2 separate regions of the Gossypium hirsutum genome follow, and region 1 is linked to region 2. The links are chromatin contacts, called in public Hi-C maps. All regions are on one chromosome and are shown on one strand. Each heading gives the region's core, a stretch centred on a gene start, on an enhancer-like site or on the middle of the called end of the contact. The rest is flanking DNA. Distances are from core to core; before and after follow the strand shown.

Region 1 (5,526 bases), core at 2,555-5,054, 180 kb after region 2:
GTATCGACGGTAGTGGAGATGGGGAAGCGAAAGAGGAAGGTAAATTTTGAGGATCAAATTGAGATTAGTTGTAAATTTTGAGGGTTAATTTTTTAAAATTGTAAATAAATTGACATAAAATGTAAAAATTGAGAGCTAAATTTATTGTTATATTGATTTTTCAATTGCCATGTTACCCTCCTGTCAATCGCACTTAACGGAAATGGACAAAAGAGAACAATCTCAATTAGTTGAGTGACCAAATTTAATAAATTGATAGTTAGGTGACCAAAAGAGAAAAGGGGCAATAGTTGGGTGACCAAATTAAAAAAATTGGTAGTTGGGTGACCAAAAAAGAAAAGGACAATAGTTGGCTGACCTATGTTGTAGTTTACCCTTTAAATCAAAATTTCCCACAAGCGAGATCACTTTTTTATGAAACGAAACCCTAGATCACTACCGTAACACATGATCAAAATTTCCCAATTCGATTGAAAGCCCCGAAACCCTAACATTTTTTGCAATGATTAGAAGAATACTCCCTTCAATATCCTCAGTTTCTTCTCATTTCCTCAAGACCAAACCCATCTGCAGCCCATCACCACTCCACCATTTCCATTCTCTGCAATCTCTCCAATGTTCCAACCCCATTAACAAAAATGGGTCATTATGGTTTCAGGGTATTAGGTCTTATAGTCTTTTGAGCTTGAATGATCTGAGAGACAATGTTCCCAGAAAACAGAAGACGAGGAAAGGGAGAGGGATTGGGTCTGGTAAAGGAAAAACGGCTGGGAGAGGACATAAAGGACAGAAAGCTAGAGGTAATGGCAAGTTGGGATTTGAAGGAGGGCAGACCCCTATGCGGCGGCGTTTGCCTAAACGCGGCTTTAAGAACCCTTTCAGCCTCACTTTTCAGGTACCATTTTTCTTTATTTTTTCTTAGATATTTTGTAAATCTGAAGGGATACTTTTCTTTCTAGAAGTTTTCTTTCGTTGCATTTATATGAAATATATGTTGAATTAATGTCCCCTTTCTCATGGCTTATGTGTTATGTTTATTTGATACTGAAAATATGCAATTTCAAATATATATGTATATATGTAAATGATGGAATTTCCTATATGGATGGTAACTAGTGAATTTGCAAGTGAAATGCAAGTTCTTGCCTTAGTCCATTTTGTGGGGAGAAAGTATTAAGAGTAGAAAACATGCGCATTATTATGGTTGTTCCTTGCTACAGTGTTTCTCTTGACTTGTGTATTATGTTTATTTGAAGAAAGGGAATTGTATGTAAATGTTGAAGTTTGCTAATTGGTTGGTAACTAGTGAATTTGTGAGTGAAATGCTAGTTCTTGCTTTCTCCTTCTTTGGGGGAATGAATTAAGAGTAGAAAACATGGCACATTATCATGGTTGTTCCTTGCTACACTTTTCTACTTGGCCAAAAGATGAAAATGAATCAGCTAGACCAGGATTTCTACACACTTTATCAATCCGCACCTCAATGCGATTGCATGTTGAACTTATTTTACTCATAAGTTAGAAAGGAAGGAGAATTATTTTCTCATAGTTTTCGCATTTTGAGGTTTGATCTATCATTGCTGCTGGATATTGGGATATGTATTTTGATTCTCCTATAACCATCTTACGAGCTGATGTTTCTTTGGGTTATTTGTTACTTTTAAAAAAGTTTTCTTTTCTTTTTTAATCCTTTGTGCAAACTCATATATAGAGGCCCAACATAATTGAAGTTCTAAAGGGAAATGTGCTATTATACTTTTGCCAGTTGATATCTCCAATATGGTATCATGTGAGATGGAAATTTATGTATTGATTATCTTGAATGCTTGTAGTCAGCTTTGCCGTGGATGATGTTCATTTTACATTTCTTTTAGTCCATGGAGGTTTCTATCTTGTTTAGCTACTTTAACACTACCTTTTTAAGGAATAAATAAGTTAGAATTTCCGTTCTGTACTTTTTTGGCATTGAGAATTAATTCTTGTGTTGATGTTCATGACAACGAGAAAATTTGCGTACTAATTGCCAAGCTTTTTCTCTTCACTTGTTAAATTACTTGTACATTCGTTTTTCCGGCAGCCAGTAGGATTGAGAAAAATTGCCAAGCTTATAAATGCTGGGAAGATAGATTCTCATGAATTGATCACGATGAAGACACTCAAGGTAGAGTTAACTCTTGCTCTGATATTCAAAGTTAAATCACCTTTTAAGGGTAATGTTCGCACTAATTATTGCTGTTACGTAGGATGCTGGGGCCATCGGGAAACAGATAGAGGATGGAGTAAGGTTGATGGGTCGTGGTGCTGAACAGATCAAATGGCCAATTCATCTCGAGGTAAAAGATTTGACTTAAATCGTTCATGTTACACTGCTGACTTGTCATTTCTTCTTCTTAGCCCTTTTCAAATTAACTTATGTTGGTTTAGAATAATTAAAAGAACCGCGCATCATCTAATGTATTTATTAATTCTACTTGCACGTTATCTTTTATAGGTTTTACTTTCGGATAGATCAATCACACTTATAGACTTCTAATCTTTTACTAGTGTTTTTCGGGTGCTAGTTAAATATGTTCTGTGATGTTGAATTGAGTGAACCTTTAGATTCCGTGTGTCGATTCATTATGCATGTGTTTCCTTTTCTTGATTGATTGGAACCGGGAAAAGGAGTCGATCTGACTGTTGAAATTTACAGGTGTCAAGGGTGACTGTTAGAGCAAAGGAAGCAGTCGAAACTGCGGGTGGATCTGTGAGGAGAGTTCATTATAACAAATTAGGGTTGAGAGCTTTGCTCAAACCCGAGTGGTTTGAAAAGAAGGGTAGGTTGTTGCCAAAACCAGCCAGGCCTCCTCCGAAATTGAAGGATAAAGTTGACAGCATTGGCCGCCTGCCTGCTCCAACAAAACCTATCCAGTTTTTCACTGAAGAGGAGCCAGCTACCTCTCCTGCTTTGTAGACAGATGCTCAGTTTGTTGGTTGAACAGCAAGATTGATATTCATAATGAGTTATTTTGCGATCAGATTTTGTTTTCTCGGACTCATAGTGTTGTGGATTTTCCGTGTTTCAGAGGAAACTAATCAATACATGCAATCCCTTTCCATGTCAAGAAAATAAGTGAAAAAAAATTCTTTGCACTCGGTTTGATCACATCAATCTTTGACTTGTGTTTCGCACTTGATTCAGAATCTGGAAAACGCAAGTTCATCTCCATGATTCTTATCCATTTGAATCTGGCTGCCTGATCTCTCTCCTTGTGATCGAACTTGGTGGTTACATCCGGTGCAAGAGACGATGAACTTGTGAATGGAATTTCGTCTTTGTTCTGTGAAAAATTCTAATGTAGCTGAAATTACAGGGCGTATTGCAGCATCACAAGCAAACTTAAAAGAACTGAATATGAAATATAGGAAGAATAATTATGAATGTCGAAAAGATTAATATTTATAGATCATAAAATAGAGGATACATAGATCATACAAAAAAATCTATATATTTATATTATATGTATAAACTTTCTAGTCTTACAATTATACTAACCGATTGGAGGATATTATACACTTACGAACATTTGCATCAATTATTACAATAATCGATTCAACTATTAATTCAATTTATCATAAAATTTATAAATTATAAAAATTAAATTAAATATTTAAATTCTGGACAAGTGATTTTATATCGATTCAATCTTCTTTCAATTTGTTAATAACATAAGTTTCGGATTTAATTGATTGGTGTAATTCGATTCAAATGTTGATGAAAATTTAGAAATATTTTTCGTTGAAATTAATTAAATAAGACAAATATCAGAAAATAGCCTAAAATAAAATCAGTAACGGTGTAAAGCGCAAAGCCGCAAAAGCCCTACCCGTTGCTACTTACTGTTACTTCATCTTCTTCAGTACGATGTAGTTATGGAGCAAAACACATCCTACACTTTGTTTATTTATTTATTTTAACAATAATAACAATAAAAGTTCGACAAAAAATGTTGGCTTGTGGCGGCTCTCGCATCTCTCATCAAAATTTGGGTTCACGATTTTGCTCCACCGGAATCTTTCACCTCTCTTCTTTCACGGTTAAACCTCCCTCCTCCGCTGCCGCCACCGTCGCCGCGATTGTTGATAATAATTCTCATAATCCTCGATTTCATCCTCGATTTGTTTCTTCCTCTAGTCTTCAATCCAAATCCGCCGGCGACATTCCTTTTCCCCCCGTCTCCTTCAGGTTCCCTTTTTTCTTTTACTTTTTTAACAAGTAATTTCAGCTTCTCTGGTGTACATAATTTTAGCAGTTTGCTTTAATCTCTTTTTTTTTCAATCAATTTAATTAAATGGGTGTTCAAATTTGACGTAGGGTTCCTTTTTTATTTGAATTGGTTGTATTAGTTTTTTTGTTTTTCGAAGCATCTAAATAAATTTTATTTTTGTGTAAAGCCAACGAGAAGACGAGCATGAGAAGCCCTCTGAAGCACTATCCTCAGTGGCAGGTTTCTTTTCATGTTTTTCTCCACTTCTATTTTACCATAACTCATATTTTTGTGTTAGTATACTTATGTCATGTGTTGATATTAGGAGGGACAGTGGCATTGGGAAAATTTGATGCTCTTCACATTGGTCATAGAGAACTTGCAATTCAAGCATCAAAGGTTGGAACCCCATACCTTTTATCATTTGTAGGAATGGCTGAAGTTCTTGGTTGGGACCCTAGGTAAAGTTAATATAAATACACATATACATGCATATAATGTTTGTGTAATGCTGTAAAGCTTTTTGTCTATTTTCGTTTCGTTACACTGAAGCCTAGTATGGTTTTGGACAGGCCACCCGTAGTTGCACAATGTGATCGTGAGCGTGTTCTTTCCTCTTGGGCTCCATATTGTGGTAATGTGGCTCCCAAGGAATTCCAGGTACAGTTTATGAGCGTTAGGCATCTTAGTCCGAGGCAGTTTGTAGAGAAGTTAGCGAGGGAGCTCGGAGTTTGTGGAGTTGTGGCAGGTATACTAAAAGCTATTTCAACTCTTAGGATTTTGTTTATCTCGATATTATCGAGTAAAAGCTTGATCCGGATAATTTGAAATAGGTCGTTTCGATGGCTAATTGTCACAGGTGAAAACTATCGCTTTGGCTATAAAGCTGCTGGTGATGCCTCAGAATTGGTGAGACTCTGTGATGAGTTTGGTATGGGTGCTTACATAATAAATTCTGTCATGGACAGGCACCAAGATGCAAGAAATATGAACCGTTTAGATTTAAAAGACAGGGGACAAGTATCATCTACCCGTGTTCGGCAGGCTTTAGCTGAAGGTGACATGAAATACGTGTCAGAGCTTCTAGGCCGCCCGCATCGTTTATTATTGACGATTAAAGACTGGGAAAGCTTAACTAGTACTAGCAGTACACAAAGGATGTCAGCACCAAGATCTTCTTTGCTAAATCTACCACCAAAAGATGGTTTTTACGAGAACTGTTCTCTTTTATTTGGAGAACAAAATGCAGTAACATGTAGAGTGTCTATCGACACATCGC
Region 2 (5,855 bases), core at 963-3,462:
AGTAAGCTGACGTGACACGTTAAATCATCATTTCAGACAAAAAATTTAGGTTAAATTATACAATTGGTCCCCAAAATTTTTTCGTTTTAAGCACTTTTTTCTTTTATATTCTTTTAACTTTCCCATCTTCTTTTTTTCATTCTCTTCCGCTTCTCCATCTCTTTTAACGTAAAAGAAAAAAATTAAATTTCTCAAAACGAAAAAAATATAGGGACCAATTGTATAATTTAACCTAAAATTTTCGTTTAAAATAATGATTTAACGTGCAACATCAGCTTACTGTTACACTGTTAATGACAATTAACACTCAGTGACTAAAATGTTACAAGACAATAACATAAGTGACCAAAACGTAACATTTCAAATATAAGTGACTAAAATGTAACCTGAAAGAAACAAAAGTGACTATTTTGATAGTTTACCCTTAAAAATATTAAACTCGGACTTGAATCCGACTTGCCCGGATTAAATTTTTTAGATTATTCTTTTATATAAAACAAATTTTAAAAATATAATACATCCAATACACTAAAAATATTAAAATAAATATTTTTCAATAAACTGAAAATACATTAAAAAATCTTTATACTTAAAAAAAATATTAAGATAGTTACAATTCAACAAACAAATGCCTCTCAAATAGTAACAAAATTAACAATAAAACATGAGTTATATAATATCCAAACAATAATAAGAAAATATAGCAATATAACAACAAAATAATAGGAAAACAACAACAAAACAATAGATTCGGGTCAGATCAAGCCTAAACAAAAAAAAATTACCTGAAACTCGACTCGTTTAAAAAATATGCATTATTTTTTGTCTAAGTCAATTTTTTAAATCTACATTTCTGGCCAACCATTTCACCATTCGAGCGGTTTGGACTTCGGTAAGTGACCCGATCTTTAATCGGGTCTAGTGGAGATCTTAGAGTTGGGTAGGAGGAAATGAGTCAAGATATTGCTACAAAGAGATTCTAGAAAAGGTAGAGAAGGAAAACATTTGATGGGCTATGCCGAAGGAAATTGAACTTATGAAATATTAGTTAAGTTGTTTGAGAGGAGGTGACGGAATGAAGCTAATCGAGGCACCACTACAAGAATAAGAAAGAAGGACCGAGGGGATTGAGGAAGGTGGGACTTCCTCAAAGGAAAGATTTATGCTGAAATTTGATTGATTCATTCAGGGGTAGGAGCAAGACCTTGAATGAAGCAATAATCATGTAGCCTGTTTGTTTGATGGGTTGATGCTGATTAGAGTTAGTGGTCAGTCGATCCAAGATTTAAAGTTCAACAACGATAGCTACTTATATTGCTTAAAGGTTGTCTTCGGTTAAGGTTCTTGTAACTTCCCCTATGCGGTGTTCATGCTTAATTTCTTTGTCGTTTTTAAGGTCAACTTATTTGTTTTTTTTGGAGCATGTATTTGCAATGGTTAAATGGGTGGTTTCATTAGTCTAGCAAGCAAGACCTAACATTGTCGACCCACCTAACGATTTTAGGTGGTTGAGCCTGGCATGGGCATGACCTTAAGCTAGTTTCTCTAGTTATTAACTACCTTTAGAAGATTAATTGATTACATTTGTTCTTTGGGAATAGTTACGCTTATGTGGTTGTTTTTTTACAACTCAGGCGTAGGAGTAAATCACTTCCACTACTTGCACCACTAGCAAGCGATTTTTAACCTATTAGATTTAAGTTATCTATATAATAATTATATTTTCATATTTTCTTGGTGCAATTTTTATATCGTTGATCAGAGTAAAATATTTCTAGCACACACACCACTAACAAGTAATTTCTAGATTCCATCTCAGGCAATGATTATGGAGCTTACAACTTTAACCAATTGGTTAAACGTCGAGTCTTGATTCTTTGAGACAATATTTGAATAAATTATAATCTGTTCATGAGCTTTAAATTAAAAGATAATAGATATTTATAAATTTATATATTTTTATGTTACTATAAGTAATAATGTGAATTAAGGTAAAATTGAATTAAAATAACTTGGGGGTGGGCACAATTTAAAATTTGTTGGCTAAGAATTTAGATTGTGGTAGTGAATAGTGACCATCAAATACCCTCTAATTATTTAAAAAGTAATTAATTAAACTTGGTATAGCTTCTAGAAGCCTCTAAAAAGAGAAAATTGATCTCCCTAAAAGACCCCCTTCAATACACATTTCATTTTCCTCTCTGGCTCTTCCGTCCAAAACAATCCTAAAAGGTGAAACATGTCGTCCGACGGGAACGTCACCGGCGGCGGCGGCGCTAACACCGTCGGCGTAACCAATAAGCCTTTCTTTTGCTACCAATGCAACCGTACCGTTAACGTAACGATATCCCCTCCCTCTTCTGATCCGACTTGTCCCATTTGCAACGAGGGTTTCCTCGAAGAATACGACAACCCAAACCCTAATCAAGGTTCCGGTTTCCTAAACCCGAATCCGAACTCAATCCCGTTCCATGACCCTTTCTTGACGTTATCGGATCCGTTCGCTTCCCTCCTTCCGCTCCTTTTTCCGTCCTCTTCATCCACAACTACCTCATCCTCTGCTTCTATTGACCCTAATAACCCTAGCCTATCTGGGCCGACCCGCTCAGGTCGAGGCGACCCGTTCGCTTTCGATCCGTTTACCTTCATCCAGAATCATCTCAACGATCTGCGTTCAAGCGGGGCGCAGATCGAGTTCGTGATCCAGAACAATCCGTCCGACCAGGGCTTTCGGCTTCCGGCGAACATCGGGGATTATTTCATCGGACCGGGCCTTGAGCAATTGATCCAGCAGCTGGCCGAAAACGACCCTAACCGGTATGGGACCCCACCCGCATCTAAATCAGCCATTGAAGCGCTGCCTTCGGTGAATATAACGAAGAATAACTTGAATTCGGAGTTCAACCAGTGTGCAGTTTGCATGGACGATTTCGAGGAAGGAACTGAAGCCAAGCAGATGCCCTGTAAGCATCTTTATCATAAGGATTGCTTATTGCCGTGGCTGGAATTGCATAATTCGTGCCCCGTGTGTCGTCACGAGCTGCCTACTGATGATCCTGATTATGAGAGGAGGGTTCGCGGGGCACAAGGGACCAGTGGTGGTAATGACGGTGATAATAGTGGGCAGAGGTCTGATGGGGATAATCGGACTGTCGAGAGGAGTTTTAGGATATCGCTGCCTTGGCCGTTTCAGGCTCGGGGACCTGGTCCTGCACCAGGTGATAATGCAGAGACCAGGCAAGAAGATTTGGATTGAGAATTGTAAGTATCTTTATTCTGTTTTAACAATTGTATGCATTATGATACCCTTTTTTCTAGTGCTATCTTGATAATTTTGGTGTTTCTGAAAGTTGGGATTTTAGTTCAATTTATTGTGAATCAAATTTAGTGTTGAATGATGATCAAATGAATTTACCAGCTAATATAGTGAAGCTTTTCATCCGAGTTTTGGGTATTCCAAGGTCATGAGGAATCTGGAGAAGAAAATGAGACTGCCTGCTAAGCATGACAAATTATCGAATTTTCATGCATGTTATGAAGTTCTTTTATTGCCTTAGGATCTTGCAGCATTTGATCAACAAATGAAACATGCAATTGTGTGAATTTTATAGGAAGTAATTAGTCAAAGACGAATAGATGCATTCTTTTCTTGGAAGTCACTGACTGTCAAATGTAATGTCTGAAAGGCTGTTTTAGATTATTTCCTTGAATTCATTGACACCATGATGCCTTACAATTTCAAAACCATCTTTCGTCTTTCTTTATAAAAATATTTGTAAAATGACACTAGTAGAGTCACTGAGCAAGAACTACAATTTGAGTTTGTTAGCACTTCATTTTGTGTGCTCACTGTTCATTCAACTTGGTAATTATCTATAAAGAGTGTAGTTGATAAATATGAAGGTGGAGATAAATAATACATTTTTGAGGTTATACGTGTTTAATCCTATCTTAACCTTTCGAGGGAAAGGAGAAGTCTGAACTTGATTAAGTATCAAAAACTTTCTTGTCTTGTGCTTTCAAAACCCATAGTGTAGCTTAGCTTTTGATATGAGAAGTTAAAAAGTACAATGATAATGTAGGGAATTTTACTGTTTTATTCTGGAATATTGGCATCCGATTGAGGTGTTGTTCCACAAAAGAGTGGCAGTTGGGTTGTCTTTTTATTTAGGTAATAAGGTGAAGGAGAACATAAGTTGTGGAGAAAAGTAGTAGTTGTGAGGGTGTCAAGGTGAGGAATTAAAATATAGAATCATAATTTCATTATATACTTGCTGTTTATGAACTTGTGGCACTGACATTGTAACCCATGGAATTAACTCCTGCCAAGTTCTCAAACTTGTGTATAGATTGTCTTGCATGTTATTTTATTGTTAAGCTTTCTGAAGATACTTGTGGTCTTAGCACTGAGGCGTTAAACCTTTTCTATTTTCTTTAGACTGCTTTTTTTTTTTTTGAGAGAAATCTTGCTGAAATCTAGTGAACATCTTAATACTGAGAGTGGCTAGTAGCTTTTGATTCTTCTCTTTTAATGCTGCATGTGCCTTCTCTTGCATTCATACTGACCAATGTCAAATGTCAATCTGATTTTTTTTAATAAGGGGTAGGGCTGTCCCCGGATTGAACCCGGGATGGGTGTCAATTGAAGACTTGAGCGCAAGTTCTTCCCCACTCCAACTGTGGTTCAATCAACCAATCTGAATAAATTTTGATGCTGTTGAAATAGTGGTATTATATTATCTGGGAACTTAAATTCAATATGCTCAGTTGAGTTGATGATATGCTGATAATCCATGTTTGCTTAATAACCTTGTAAGGAGTTTGAACTTATTGTTAATCCCCTCTTTACCTTTCTAAAAGAGAATTAATTGTTAGCTAAAATGTTAGGGTGCAGCGGAACTGGGATAAGGTTTAGGTTCAATTTATGCCTACTTGAAGAAGGTGCATATCTTTCTCTCCAAAATAGGTTAAAATTTTATTTAGGGGGTTTTCTATAAAGACTGATCTCTGCAATCATACCATCTTGCTGCCGTCTCCAGCTATTCTGGTTTTCGTTTGTGTCTAGTAAAGTGAGTCGCGTATTTAGCAAATTTGGTTTATAAAATCAATTATATTCTGCCAAAAAGGCATTTTGTTAATCATCAAGGTCTCCATAATTGTGCATACTTTGGTTGCTCATGAATTAGGACTGTGCTTGATGGAAAAGTGTGAAAAAAAATATAGTTCTGTTATTTAACCATTGGAGTTGTATATTTGTAGTTATATAAATTGCCATATATTGATCATCAACTGTATTGTGATACTCATATCAGAGCTAACTTCTTATGGTGGTACATGTTTTTGCATAGTGCAGTTACACTTTCACTCATATTCAAAATGCAGGTTTATTATCTTGCCTGCATTTACATGGTCTGTTTGAATGCAATTTTCTCGTCATAATTGTATAACGGCATTCTAACTTAGATTTGATTTTTGGCAGCTCAAAATGTAACAACAAAGTGCCCACATTTGTTTCATTTGACATGGTGCTAAAACATCTACTCACAGAATTTGGGTATGAGAGTTGTGTGTAAACATGGAGAATTGAGATTAGTGTTTTGCTATTGGGTATCATATGTACATCTGAAAATTTTACAGCTTTGTTTGTCAACGACAACCGCATTTACTCTTTCATACATTGTTGTATAGATTCTTTGATCCCTGCTTAATTTTCTCCCCCCTTATATCTTCGAACTATTGCTATATGAAACTAGTCACAGCTCCGAAGAGTTCTTCATCTGTTGCAAGGCATAACTGAACCACCATCAGAGAAGTAAATCTAGAAAGGTAAATATTTTAAAGCACATTTCCATGTT

Evidence for each region. A called contact is a pair of places that touch in the nucleus more often than the background predicts.
Region 1: a Hi-C map of leaf shows a contact between it and region 2, with 2.0 times the contacts expected there. The contact joins the promoter of LOC107898875 here to the promoter of LOC107898872 in region 2. A contact is called at or near these places in 12 of 34 Hi-C or Micro-C datasets (callus, fibers, hypocotyl and 2 more).

Annotation. Positions count from the first base shown.
Region 1 is chrD04:53,022,512-53,028,037 of Gossypium_hirsutum_v2.1, forward strand. LOC107898875 (FAD synthetase 2, chloroplastic) reads left to right here and starts at 3,805. Exons shown (of 7, transcript XR_001684513.2): 1 at 3,805-4,225; 2 at 4,435-4,487; 3 at 4,573-4,708; 4 at 4,820-4,995; 5 at 5,107-5,526. It overlaps LOC107898874 (50S ribosomal protein L15), which reads left to right. Exons shown (of 4, transcript XM_016824439.2): 1 at 1-895; 2 at 2,078-2,161; 3 at 2,244-2,333; 4 at 2,693-3,132. The coding sequence starts at 503. The coding sequence ends at 2,953.
Region 2 is chrD04:52,844,812-52,850,666 of Gossypium_hirsutum_v2.1, forward strand. It overlaps LOC107898872 (E3 ubiquitin-protein ligase RING1-like), which reads left to right and starts at 2,213. Exons shown (of 2, transcript NM_001425982.1): 1 at 2,213-3,261; 2 at 5,480-5,740. The coding sequence starts at 2,240. The coding sequence ends at 3,256.